Linked DNA regions of Sus scrofa: region 2 is linked to region 1. A link is a contact called in public Hi-C data. All regions are on one chromosome and are shown on one strand. The core of a region is the stretch at or near the end of the contact, and the rest is flanking DNA. Distances in the headings are between cores, read along the strand shown.

Evidence for each region. Hi-C and Micro-C count contacts between places; a contact is called where the count stands out from the background.
Region 2: a contact with region 1 is called in a Hi-C map of embryonic fibroblasts, with 2.0 times the contacts expected there. The contact joins the promoter of THY1 here to the promoter of CCDC153 in region 1. A contact is called at or near these places in 1 of 5 promoter capture datasets (fetal skeletal muscle) and 1 of 47 Hi-C or Micro-C datasets (embryonic fibroblasts).

The regions. Positions count from the first base shown.
Region 1 is chr9:46,409,393-46,415,321 of Sscrofa11.1, reverse strand. It overlaps CCDC153 (coiled-coil domain-containing protein 153), which reads left to right and starts at 2,886. Exons shown (of 7, transcript XM_021062967.1): 1 at 2,886-3,615; 2 at 3,896-3,977; 3 at 4,648-4,713; 4 at 5,401-5,520. The coding sequence starts at 3,613. PDZD3 (Na(+)/H(+) exchange regulatory cofactor NHE-RF4) reads right to left here. Exons shown (of 11, transcript XM_021062958.1): 11 at 5,518-5,553. The coding sequence ends at 5,533.
Region 2 is chr9:46,606,580-46,612,508 of Sscrofa11.1, reverse strand. It overlaps THY1 (Thy-1 cell surface antigen), which reads left to right and starts at 2,450. Exons shown (of 3, transcript NM_001146129.1): 1 at 2,450-2,486; 2 at 2,983-3,318; 3 at 3,795-3,907. The coding sequence starts at 2,450. The coding sequence ends at 3,907.

The sequences.
Region 1 (5,929 bases), core at 1,637-4,136:
CAGCTCTTGGCATGATCCTTAACCCACTGAGTGAGGCCAGGGATCAACCCTGCAACCTCATGGTTCCTAGTTGGATTTGTTCCCACTGTGCCACGACGGAACTCCTCAAGCCATTCTTCATAGTCAACTCAAATATTGTCCTCCTTACCAGACACTCTAGATAGAAATAATCCTTCCCTCAAACTTTCCAGAACCATTTATTTCTCACCTACCACATTAATTTATGCTATACTATCCTTTTTTTTTTTTTTTTTTTTTTTTTTTTTTGCTTTTCAGGGCTGCACCCCTGACATATGGAGGTTCCCACACCAGGGGTCTAATGGGAGCTACAGCTACTGGCCTACACCACAGCCACAGCAACACAGGATCCAAGCTGCAGCTGCCACCTACACCACAGTTCACGTCAACACTGGATCCTTAACCCTCTAAGAGAGGCCAGGGATCAAACTTGCAACCTCATGGTTGCTAGTCGGATTTGTTTCCCCTGCACCACAATGGGAACTCCCATGCTATACTATCTTATTGGCTCTGGTCTTCCACAGTAGCTGGCACAGTGCAGATACACAAGGGTACTTTTTCCCCTCATAGTCAAATCCTAGATTTAATGGAGTATAGGCAAGAAATTAATCTTTGGAGCTGTGTATGAGCTTGCAGGTCACATCCACATCTCTGGCTTAGTTTAAGTCTTACCATTTATATTATGTTCAGTATGGTTTGTATAGAATAGAGTTATAATAATATGTAATATATAATTTGTCCTTTGCTTCTGCTGCAGTAAGCCATATTTCTTTCCATACACAATGGACTTATCCATAAGTCATATGCAATGACTTATCTCTCACATTGGAATGCAGTAGAATCTCTCCTGTGTATCTCCTTAAAACTCCTGGATAGGATCCTCTTCAAAGGAAGACAGGGTTCTGCTGAAATGATCTTTCCTATTTTTACCTCTAAACTGAGGTTTATAGGTGAAAAAAAGGAAAGATTGACTTTTTTCTCACAATTTTCACTTGGCTTGTTTTCAAAATGTCCTAGAGATTGAATTGTTGCTCACAGTGCCATTCTCATTCCTGGATTATTCTAGAGCTGGCTCAGTTTGTATCACATCATGTGACATGTAGCACTCTTCTTATTCCATTTCATCTTCACCCCAAACCACATCCTCATTCTGCACCTGAAAGTCGGTTGACTGAACATATTTGAAAAGTAAATGCTCTTCTGCGGCATGAGATGTTGTTTGTATTCTGTAATCTCTATCCTCAATATATCACTGTGCATCAGCATACCGAGACACTAATTATCCCTTGGAAAATTCCCCAAATAGGCTTCCGTATGAGAAGGACCAGGACAGCAATCTCTACTGCATTCCTAGGCAGGGAGAGAGGGATCTTGGGGGTGGGGGTGGGGATAAATGGAAAACATGCTTTGAAATTAGAAGAAAACTTGTTTCCAGATTTAGGAAATGTGCAGGTTATCTGCAAATAAGTACAGGAACTATTCACATCTAGAAGAACAAGACCAGTTCTTTCCTTTACTCTGTAAAATCTCCACAGAGTCTGAGAAGTACCCTGCAGCCATGAGGAGACAAATAAACATGCATCAGCTTCTGCCTAAATCTACCTGATCCCTAGAAGGACTTTTCTTTCCCCCAAACCTCATGGCTATTTCTTCAGATCGGTTCCTGACAACAGGCATTTGGCCAAAAATGTTGAGGGGGACAGAAATAGGGAGAAATATCTAAAGAAAGAGTCTGGGTATTCCCAATATGGCTTGGGGCTTTGAAACTCAACTAGTATCCATGAGGCTGTGGGTTCAATCCTTGGCATCACTAAGTAGGTCAAGGATCCAGCATTGCAGCCAGCTGTGGTGTAGGTTGCAGATGCGACTTGGATCTCGTATTGCTGTGGCTACGGAATAGGCTGCTGCTATGGCTCTGATTCGACCCCTAGCCTGGGAACCTCCATAAGCCGAGAGTGCGGCCCTTAAAAAGAAAAAACAGAAGAAAGAAGGAAGAAGAGTCTATAGTTCCCTTAATCCACAAGGGGGAAAGGCCTAAAATTTCTGTTGTTTTCATTCTAGCCAGTGTGGTAAACAGAGATCCAGGGGGCAGATGGATGACAAAGCTCCCAGCAGCAAGGGCTGGAGGAGGGTGGGGTGAAGGGAGGGCTGCCTGACAAGGGCAAAGCCCCCACCATTCTCCCTTCCCCAGACTGATTTTTCCAACTACTCATGACTCCCGGAAGAGGCTAGGAACTATCCCTAAGTGGGGGAGGCACCCCCACATTGCTTACTAACTGATTTAAATAGAAAAATGTAGGAGACTCCGGAGAAGGTCAAATAAGTCCACTAGAGGGAGCCCCAATCAACTTAATACCGCAGAGCCAAGCAAGCTATTTTCTCGGCACCTGTGTGAAAATCAACCACATGAGGGAATAGGGGAAGAGAGTCTGTATATTAAGTCACCGTGAAAAAAGATAGCCCTATAAATACCTGGTGAAAACCCAAGCCTTTCAAGATTTATAAAATCAAAAAAATTTTTATTGGGGTTTTGGTTTATGTTTTGGCTTTTTAGGGCCGCACGCCTGGCATATGGAAGTTCCCAGGCTAGGGGTTAAAGCAGACCTGCAGATGCTGGCCTACACCACAGCCACACCAACGCTGGATCTGAGCCGTGTCTGTGACCTATACCACAGCTCACGGCAATGCCGGATCCTTAACTCACTGAGCGGGGTCAGGGATTGAACCAGCATCCTCATGGATCCTAGCCAGGTTCATCACCACTGACCCACGACGGGAACTCCCCAAATCAAGGATTTAAAGACTAGGAAACTGAAGCCAAGCAAGATCAAAAGACTTGCCCAAGTTTACGTATCCGGAGAAGGGATAAGAACTCACAGCAATTGCCTCTAATCAGTGCCCTTCCTTCTCCACCAGCATCTCTGTGTCAGCATCCTGAGGTCCTGAATTTGCCTCTTCTCTGCGTCTCATTTCTCTGAAATGGGAAACTCTCTGGACCACCTTCTCCTGCTTGTTTTTCCCTCATATACCACAGAATGACTTGCTGAAGGGGATCTTCAGTTTTAAGCCTAAAAATATCATTTAGTTGATTACACCTGGGGTGTAAGTTGACCAAAATGGCTACCATCAGTCCTTTTCCTCTGAATCGGCAGGGAAGTGCCATTTCAGACGTGTAAATCTGTAATTTGTGAGTCTTCAAATTGCAGGCAGTGCTACATGGAAGTGAATTATAGCTAGTCAGCTCCAAAGCCCTTTCTCTTCAAACTACACTTAGGATTTGGGGGAAAGAAGAGAATTGACCCTTTGAGACCTTGGTATTTTAAGCTTTGTATATATCCCATTCCACCTTCCTATGAACCTCATGTTTCCCAGTTGCCTGGACAACATGTAGCCTCCAGAAACCCAACCCTCTGGTTCTCAGCCCCGCCCTTGAAGGAAATTTGCCACTCTGGATTGGCTCCCAGTACCCAGTCTCCTTCTCAGGCTCCTAGCTGGTTGGGCCTTCCCTCTGCCTCTCCTCATGAGTGGTTGCACCACAGGGAGACACAACAGAGGCAAGAGAGGATCTTGCAGGAAGGAAGAGGCAGGGTAAGGATGGTGAGAAGAGGGAAGGGACCAGGTAATAAGATTTATTTTCTCTGAAAGATAATTGAGCGGAATGATTTCTGTACTAAGAGCCTGAATGGTAAAGGGAAACAGCTCCATCCTTACCACTGGCCCTAGCTTCGTCTAAATTTCCGAGGAGACCAAGAACAAAAGATTCTGTAAAGTATAAAAGACAGATTTGGAGTTGCCTCTGGGACTCCTGGTTCAGTCGGGGGGGTCAGGAGAGCAACTTCATGTCCAGACCTAAATGTAAGTTCCTTCCTTCCCCCAGGACAGCAAGGAGATGCCACGTAAGACCAAAGAAAAAGGGACAAAAGCTGGAGCACAAAAGAAGAAAAAGAATGCAGGTGCTGGTGAGTCAGATTGTGTGGAGATGGGTGCCCCCTGCTTCTCCATGTTCTGTCTCAGAGACCAAGCAGAGGTCCCTCAGAGAGAATTCAGCCTCTGCAGGACAAGACAGAGCTGCCTTGACCTTCCCCTGCATAGCCTCACATTTCGGTTCCATGAAGCTGTGAATGTGGGGAAATCAGCACTCATGCCTCCCCTGAGCTGCTTCTGGCTCTCTGCCTTCCTTGTATGTTCATTACACATCTTTTGAGAACCTACTATGTGCTGGGCACTGAACTCATGAGATTCTGCCATCAGAGATCCCTTTTGGGGGTGGGGGTGGTGCACCTGGGGCATATGGAAGTTTACATGCTAGGGGTTTAATTGGAGCTACAGCTGCTGGTCTATACACAGTCACAGCAACACAGATCTGAGCTGCATCTGCAACCTACACCACAGCTCTCAGCAAAGTCAGATCCTTAACCCACTAGGTGGGTCCAGAGACGTAACCCACGTCCTCATGGATACTAATTGGGTTCAGTTCCACTGAGCCATGACAGGAACTCCAGAGATCTCTTACTGAGCAGTCCTCAGATCTCTGGCAAAAAGAAAGTCCCAAGTGTGAGGTGAGGATGGAAAGGGAGTAAGGAGGCTGAGCTCCTGTTAAGCTGAAGTTCTGTCATCTTGCCAGGGCAGATGTGGAGGCTGAATCCATGCACAGGCTGGCACTGCTAGAAAAGGAGTTGCTCCGAGACAACTTGGGTAAGAAGGGTGGAAATTCTGGGAGCAGTAGAGGTGGAACAATGGGCATTTCTGTATCCCTGGGAGTTCGACCGTTTGGAGCTATGGTGGAGGGCAGAGCTGACCTCTAACCTCCCTCTAGCGGGAAAAGTTTGTCAAGAGTTGGAATTGTAAGGAAAGGGTGGGCAGTAAGGGTTGACAAAGGCAGGGCTTTTTTTGTTTTTTGTTTTTGGGCTCTTTAGGGCCAAACCCATGATATATGGAAGTTCCCAGGCTAGAGGTCAAATCAGAACTGCAACTGCCAGCCTATGACACAACCATAGCAACTCGGGATCTGAGCCACATCTGCAGTCTACACCACAGCTCAGGGAAATGCCAGATCCTTAATTCACTGAGCGAGGCCAGGGATCGAACCCACAACCTCATGGTTACTGGTCAGATTTGTTTCCGCTGTGCCACAACGGGAACTCCCCACTATTTTTTTTTTTTTAATAGCAAAAACACAAAGGACGTTTTTGCTTCTCAGTAACTAAAAGCCTGTGGGATTCTAAGGGAAAAAAAAAAAAAAAAAAAAAAAACAGAATGAAAATGAGAGGCTGGAAGCCTGCTGCCAGGTTTCCAGAGGTGGGAAGAATCCATTAAGACCATGGAGGCTGATTCAGTGGGGTCCCCAGCCCATCCTGAGGACTGCTCTGGGACTGTTCACAGCTCTGCGGAGGGATGAGGCCCGCCGAGCCAAGGCTTCTGAAGACCAGCTGAAGCAGAGGTTGCAAGAACTGGAGGCAGAACTGGAGGGGGCCCGAAGTGAAGGGAAGGCCATATATGCAGGTGTGCAGTTGGTCAAGCAGGTGGGTGGGAGACCTGGAAGAGGACAAAGAGGGCCAGAGGGTGCCAGGAAGGAGGACTTCCATCTGCCATGCCTAGCTCCGCCTTCCCAGCCCACACCAGAATCCTGAAGGAACCTAAGGAAGGCCTCTGAGATCCTCGGCAGGGACACTGAAGGCCATGCGCTCAAAGCTGTGTGGGTTACAAAATGCAGCCATAGCCTTAACCTCATTCATCCCCTGGAAGTGTGTGGGGAGAAGGGCTAGATTCCCCATCCTGAACTGGCACAGGGGAAGGGGCTCTTGTTTCCTAGCTCTTTCCCCAGTTTCTCAGACCCCCCACAACAAGAACCAAAAGGCCTTTATGCAGCTGTCCCACCGGACTAAGCAGAGCCCTCCCCACCCACACCTTC
Region 2 (5,929 bases), core at 1,201-3,700, 200 kb before region 1:
CCCCGCCCTTCTCTCTAGTGTCCAGAACCCTCCCTGCCCTGCCCAGGCCTAACGGCCACAGGGGGAGGGCCCCCCTTTACTGCAGACCGCCACTCTCCCACACCAATATCGGACCGCCTCCTCCTCCCTCTGCCACCCCTTCTCGCTCCCCACTCAGCCTCTGATTGGCCGAGCCCCCGGGTCCTCCCCGCCCCTCCTCTCCCACCCTTGGTGAAAACTGCGGGTGCCGGGCAGGGTGCAGCAACTGGAGGCGGCGGCGTGTCCGGAGCAGTCTGCGGCGGCGAGGGACCGGAACCCAGGTGGGAACTGGAGCCAGGGCGGGGCCCGGAGCGCCCTCGGTGCCCCTGCAAGCTCTCCAGACCCCAAGCTTCAGAAAACCATCCGAGGGCGCTCAGGGAAGGAGCAGTGCAGGGCCTGGGGAGGGGTCTGCTTCCCAGGCAGGGGCGGGAGCCGGACGCCAAGGCTGCAGGCCGGGGGCCGCAACGCATCTTTCGCCCGCTCGGAGGACGTTTGCCTGGGGCGGGGGCGCTGGAGGAGAACTGGGAGGAAGGGCGCCAAGGACAGTTTTGGGTTCTGCTCGCCACCCACACATCCCCAAGCCCCGCTTGCAAAGACAGGGGCGGGGGGCGACGAAACTCGGGGGAGAGAACCGAGGACCCCAAACTAGAGGGAATCTCTGCCCTCCGACCTCGCGACAGGCTGGGTGCGGGGCATCCAAGGAACGGGAAACCGCAGTGCCGCGGGCGGGGACTGGGAGGAAGGCAGGCAGACGGGGGAGGCGAGAACTGGAAAAGGATGAGAGAGGGGGAAGGGGGACTTCAATTGGGAATGGAGGAGATTGGAATGGGGAGACGGAATAAGGGTGGGGTTAGTCGAACGCGTGCTGAGAGGGAGGGAACGCAAAGCTTCTGCGGGTTCTGAGCTGCGGGGACCCAGGAAACGAAAACAGACTGCGCCTCCCCTACCAGCTGTCTACCCCTCCCTTTGGCTCTCCATCCCCTGCCAGCCCCAGCCCCGTTTCTTCCTTTCTACCCCTTCCTCTCCTGGATCCCGAGCTCACACTCCTCCTCTGTAACTCAGCGTCCGCTAATCAAAACCAGATGTCAGTCCCCCTTTCTTCCCCAGCAGCACCTCCGGGTCCCTCTCGGCAGGGGTCTGGGAAGGAGTTGACTGCGTCCGCGGGCGCCGCAGTACCCCAGCCTCGCCCCTCCCTCCCCACCTCTGGGAGCTGGGCTGAACGCCTGGGACCCTGGAAGCCGCGAGTCGCGCGCCCTGCGCACCCGGCCGACCCCCCTCCTGTGGCCTCTCCCTGGAGAACTCCGCTGCGGACAGGCTAGGCTACCTGCTCTGTGTCTCCTTGCCAGAATATTGATTCAGCCTAGGCTGCAAAAATAAGACAGGGCAGAGAACCTAGGCAGGGAGGCTATGGAAGCCAAACTGGAAAACTGCAAGCCCAAGAATTCCTCCTGGAGAGCTAGAGAATTGGAAAGGTCTTGGTTCCAAGGCAGAGAACACATGCACGCATTTGCAATAGGACAGCACTGCCGTTTTCCTCACACCCTTCGCTGTGGGCCAAGTACAATCCTACCTGGGGCCCCACACATACCTGACGTCATCCCTGGCCACACAGTCATCTAAGAGAAAGGAAATTAATGTTTGTGGATCACTTACTTACAGTGCCAAATGTTTGTCATTTTTCTTAATCTCCATCACGGCCCCGTGTTATGTATCTAAAGCCCAGTTTCGTTCAGTATCTTTCAGGCATCTGTTATCTGCCAGAAAGGTCTGGCCATCGGGGATTTTCTTCTGAATACGAAATAGGAAGTCTTTGTTTAACAGGTAGAGCGTTTTAGTTTTGCAGGATGTCAAGAGTTCTGGAAATTGGTTGCACCACAATGTAAATGAACTTAACACTTCTGAACTGTACACTTAAAAATGGTTTAGGAGAGGAGTTCCCTGGTGGCCTGGGAGTTAAGAACTAGGCATTGTCACTGCTGTGGCTCAGGTTTGACCCTGGCTGGGGAAATTCTGCATGCCACAGGCACAGCCCCGCCAAAAATGGTTATAATAATAAATGTTATGTTCTGCGAATTTTACTAAAAAATAGGAAGTCCCTATCTTCCTGAAGGGAAGAGGAAGTGGTAATTTCAAGACACTTACTCAAAGTCACCCAACTAGTAAGCATTCAGCACAGATACCCACCACCAAAGGGTATGTTCTCCATCCCTCTTGCTTTCTCTGACTGGGAAGAGCCGAGTGTCTGTCACATTCACTGAGAGGTGGGAGGGGAGAGGGCTACAGAGAGGGGCTTGGATGCCCCCCATGGCCATTATGGCATGTCTCCCAGGGGCCCCCAGGCCTGGCAGTAAATGTGGGCACACCTGCCCCGCCTCTTGGCTGATTCCCACCCTGTTGCACGCCTAGGTCCAGGACTGAGCTCCCCGGCACCATGAACCCTACCATTGGCATCGCTCTCTTGCTAACAGGTACCAGGCGGGCGGCGGGGCTGGGATTCCAAGCACCCTGGCTTCCTTCCCCTCAGAGAAGCTAGCTTCTTCCACACAACCTCAGAAGGCAGGGGTGACTAAGGGAGAGAGGGCTCCTTTTCATCCCTAAGTCAGCTGAGCAGCCTAGTTGATCTGACTCCCTGGGATGGTTTTTAGAAACACAAGTCTCTGAGCCTGCCCCATATTGAGCTGGAAATCTCCCATTGGGGACCGGGAAGTTGCATCAACTCCCCGAGGTCTCCTGCCACTGGAACATACTGGTGGGACCCAGGACTGGAGGAGACGAGGGAGATAGGCTGGCGTCTGCCCTGGGGAAGGCGGACTAGCCCTCACGGACCTCTGGGTGGAGAGAGGTACTCAGAGAGCAGACCCCTATGCCCTCCCTAGCCAGGCCCTTCTCTGCTGTCAATATGGGTGGGGAGCTCCCCTGCTCTGCAGGTCCTCCCCAACTTGGAGGGGGCACTGCTGGTGTCAGTCTTGCAGGTGGCCCGTGGACAGAAGGTGACCAGCCTGACAGCCTGCCTGGTGGACCAGAGCCTTCGTCTAGACTGCCGCCATGAGAATACCACCAACCTGCCCATTCAGTACGAGTTCAGCCTGACCCGCGAGAAAAAGAAGCACGTGCTCTTGGGCACTGTGGGGGTCCCTGAGCACTCCTACCGCTCTCGAACCAACTTCTCCAGCAAGTACGACATCAAGGTCCTCTACTTATCAGGCTTCACTACCAAAGATGAGGGGATCTACGCATGCGAACTCCACCTCTCTGGCCAGACGCCCAGCATCTCCAGCAAGAATATCTCTGTGTTCAGAGGTGAGGCAAGCCCCCGACAAGACTGAGTGAGCTGGGAGAGGTGGGCTGGGGAGGAACGGGCCCGAGAGGACAGTGGTTCCCGACCCTTCCCCTCTCCCCGCACTGCTGCCTGTTCCCGGCGGAAATCATGCCCTCAGCGAGAACAGGGGAAGGGCTAAGGGGACAGGCAGACGGGCGGACGGTGGTGGCGGACACTTCCCCCATGACTGCGGGCAGGTCACTTGGCATCCCTACACCTTCTCGCCACCTGGAAAACGGGATGGCACTAGCTACGTCAGCCATAGTTCTCTGGTGATGATACTTGTTCAAGGGCTCCGGAACTGGCAAATGGGAAAGATGGTTGGTTCTGTTCCACCAGGTTGGCCCTGGTTCCAGCCCAGACGCCATGGGAGGGCGGCCTTGCTCTGGGCCTGGGCCTGCTGAGTCCTGGTCCCTCTTCATTCCTGCCCTGCCTCTCCACCCCGTTCTCTCCACAGACAAACTGGTCAAGTGTGGGGGCATAAGCCTGCTAATCCAGAACACCTCGTGGCTGCTGCTGCTTCTGCTCTCGCTGCCCCTCCTGCAGGCCATGGATTTCATCTCCCTGTGACTGATGGGGCCCGTGGAAGATACACGAAGCCACAAGGCCCAGTGCAGAGACCCTACTTCTCTGAGTCAGCTGACCCCCTCCCCCCAACCCCTCACACACCTTGGGGAGAACTGGGGACCCCACCGCTCCTAAGGACTCCCAGTGCTGCATGCCATTATCCCCCTCTCCCCCACCGCCACCTCGTACCCTCTCCGCACGCCACTGGCTATTCGTCCTCTTTGTTCCAGAGCTGCTTTCTGTCTGGTTTATTTAGGGCTTGTCCTTCCTTTTCTTTGGAGTTTGTGAAAAGGGAAGCCAGGGTTGGGGGCCTGATGGAGAGTGGGGGGGATGGAAGGGTAGTAGGAGGGAGGGGCACCAGACCCAGGGGGCTGTCATCCTTGCCTGGGAGAGACCTGGACGAGGAGGGGGGCCTTAGCACCTCTTTCAGCAGGAGGGATGGTGCCTGAAGAGCTCCGATGTGAGGGGAGTGCCAAGCGCTTGTGGCCCATCAGGTGAGGAGACAACTCAGCATCCCCGGAAACACTTTCTGTGGCAGAAAAAAGGCAGTCTTCTTACCCCAGCGCACGTGCCTGGGCCCAGGGCATGGTCCAGTGAAAATGGAGATTCTGCCTGGAAGGCAGTGATGAGGGGCTGGAGAGGCAGGGGAAGAGGGTCCATCATCCCTCCCCTCCTGAGGAAACTACAAATGGGAGTCCAGCATCTCGACCAGCAGTTGGGAGGGTGGCGAAGGAGGACAAGCCCCTTCCCAGGCTATCAAAAGTTCCTAAGAGCTTCCAGAACTCTGACCCGGGGGCAGGAAGTCAGGCCAGGTGGAGCCCCAGAGGCGTACAGAGTCTGGCCCAAGTGTTTCTCTGGGAGGCTCTGCCCTCCTCCCCCATCAGTGCCTGAGCCTTCAGACAGCATCCTGCCCCACAGGCCTGCCTTCTCGGGGTCCGCTGGGGGCCTGAGGGAGGCCATGGGGTGAGACCCATGAGCGGGACATGCTTTTCCCAACACCCAGCTCCCCCACCTGGCGGCTCTGCCCTGTCCTGTGACCGTGTGTAGTGTCACACAGCTTATGGCATCTCATTGAGGAAAAAGAATATTGTACAATAAAACCAAGCCTCTGGAATCTGTCCTCTGTCTCTGCTTTGCTCCTCTCTCCCCAGGCCCGCCCCCACCCCCTAGCCGGAAGATCCAACCCACCACCTCTTCCTCCCCCCCTTACCTGCTTCAGCAAGGCCTTCCTCTCTGCACCCCCACCCCTACCCCGGCCCCCAAGGATGGACCAATGCTTGACAGGCTCTTCAGAACCACCCCAACCCAACACGATAAATGAATGTTCCATCTCTGCTGATTCACCTGGCGGGAATGACCTTACCTGCGCATGTGTGAGTTAAGCCACATGGCGCTGGTTCCAGAATACGCTAATAAGCACGAAGGTGCAGAGTCCATGTTTTCCTCTCAGATCTGGTTGATCTCAGAAATGCCCTGTCAAAAAGAATGTATATGGATGTATGGCTGTATCACTTTGCTGCGCGGCAGAAATTGACAGAACATTGTAAATCAGCTATAATAAAAAAAATGTTTAAAAAGAAAAAGAAACACCCTGTCAGGTTACATCTGCTATTGAGCGGGGCACCGAGAGGAGGCTTGGGAGGCCGTAGGTGGGCAGCGCATCAAGGTGTAAGGACCAGTGTGGCCACATGAAGGACTGCGGGTGCCCATCCCCAGCTCACGCCCCTAAAAGTCACTGAGTGGAAGGGGAACAGCGCCCCCTGGCATTAGGGGCTAGAACATCATCACAGGGTGGTTCTAAGTCCCTGTTGCTGGCAGTCAGGCCCACAGCCGAAGGCCTTCCCTGCTTTGCCAGGGAATTAGGGGAAAGAGGGTGGTGACTACGCAGAAGCTGACTCATTTGAAATTTAGCACTGGATAGGATGATTTTTTTTTTCCGGCGTTTGCTTAAAGGCCCAGGATCTAAATTCACACCACTGGCTCCCACTCTTCGGACAGCTCCCATCAATGCCTGGACCTTGCCAG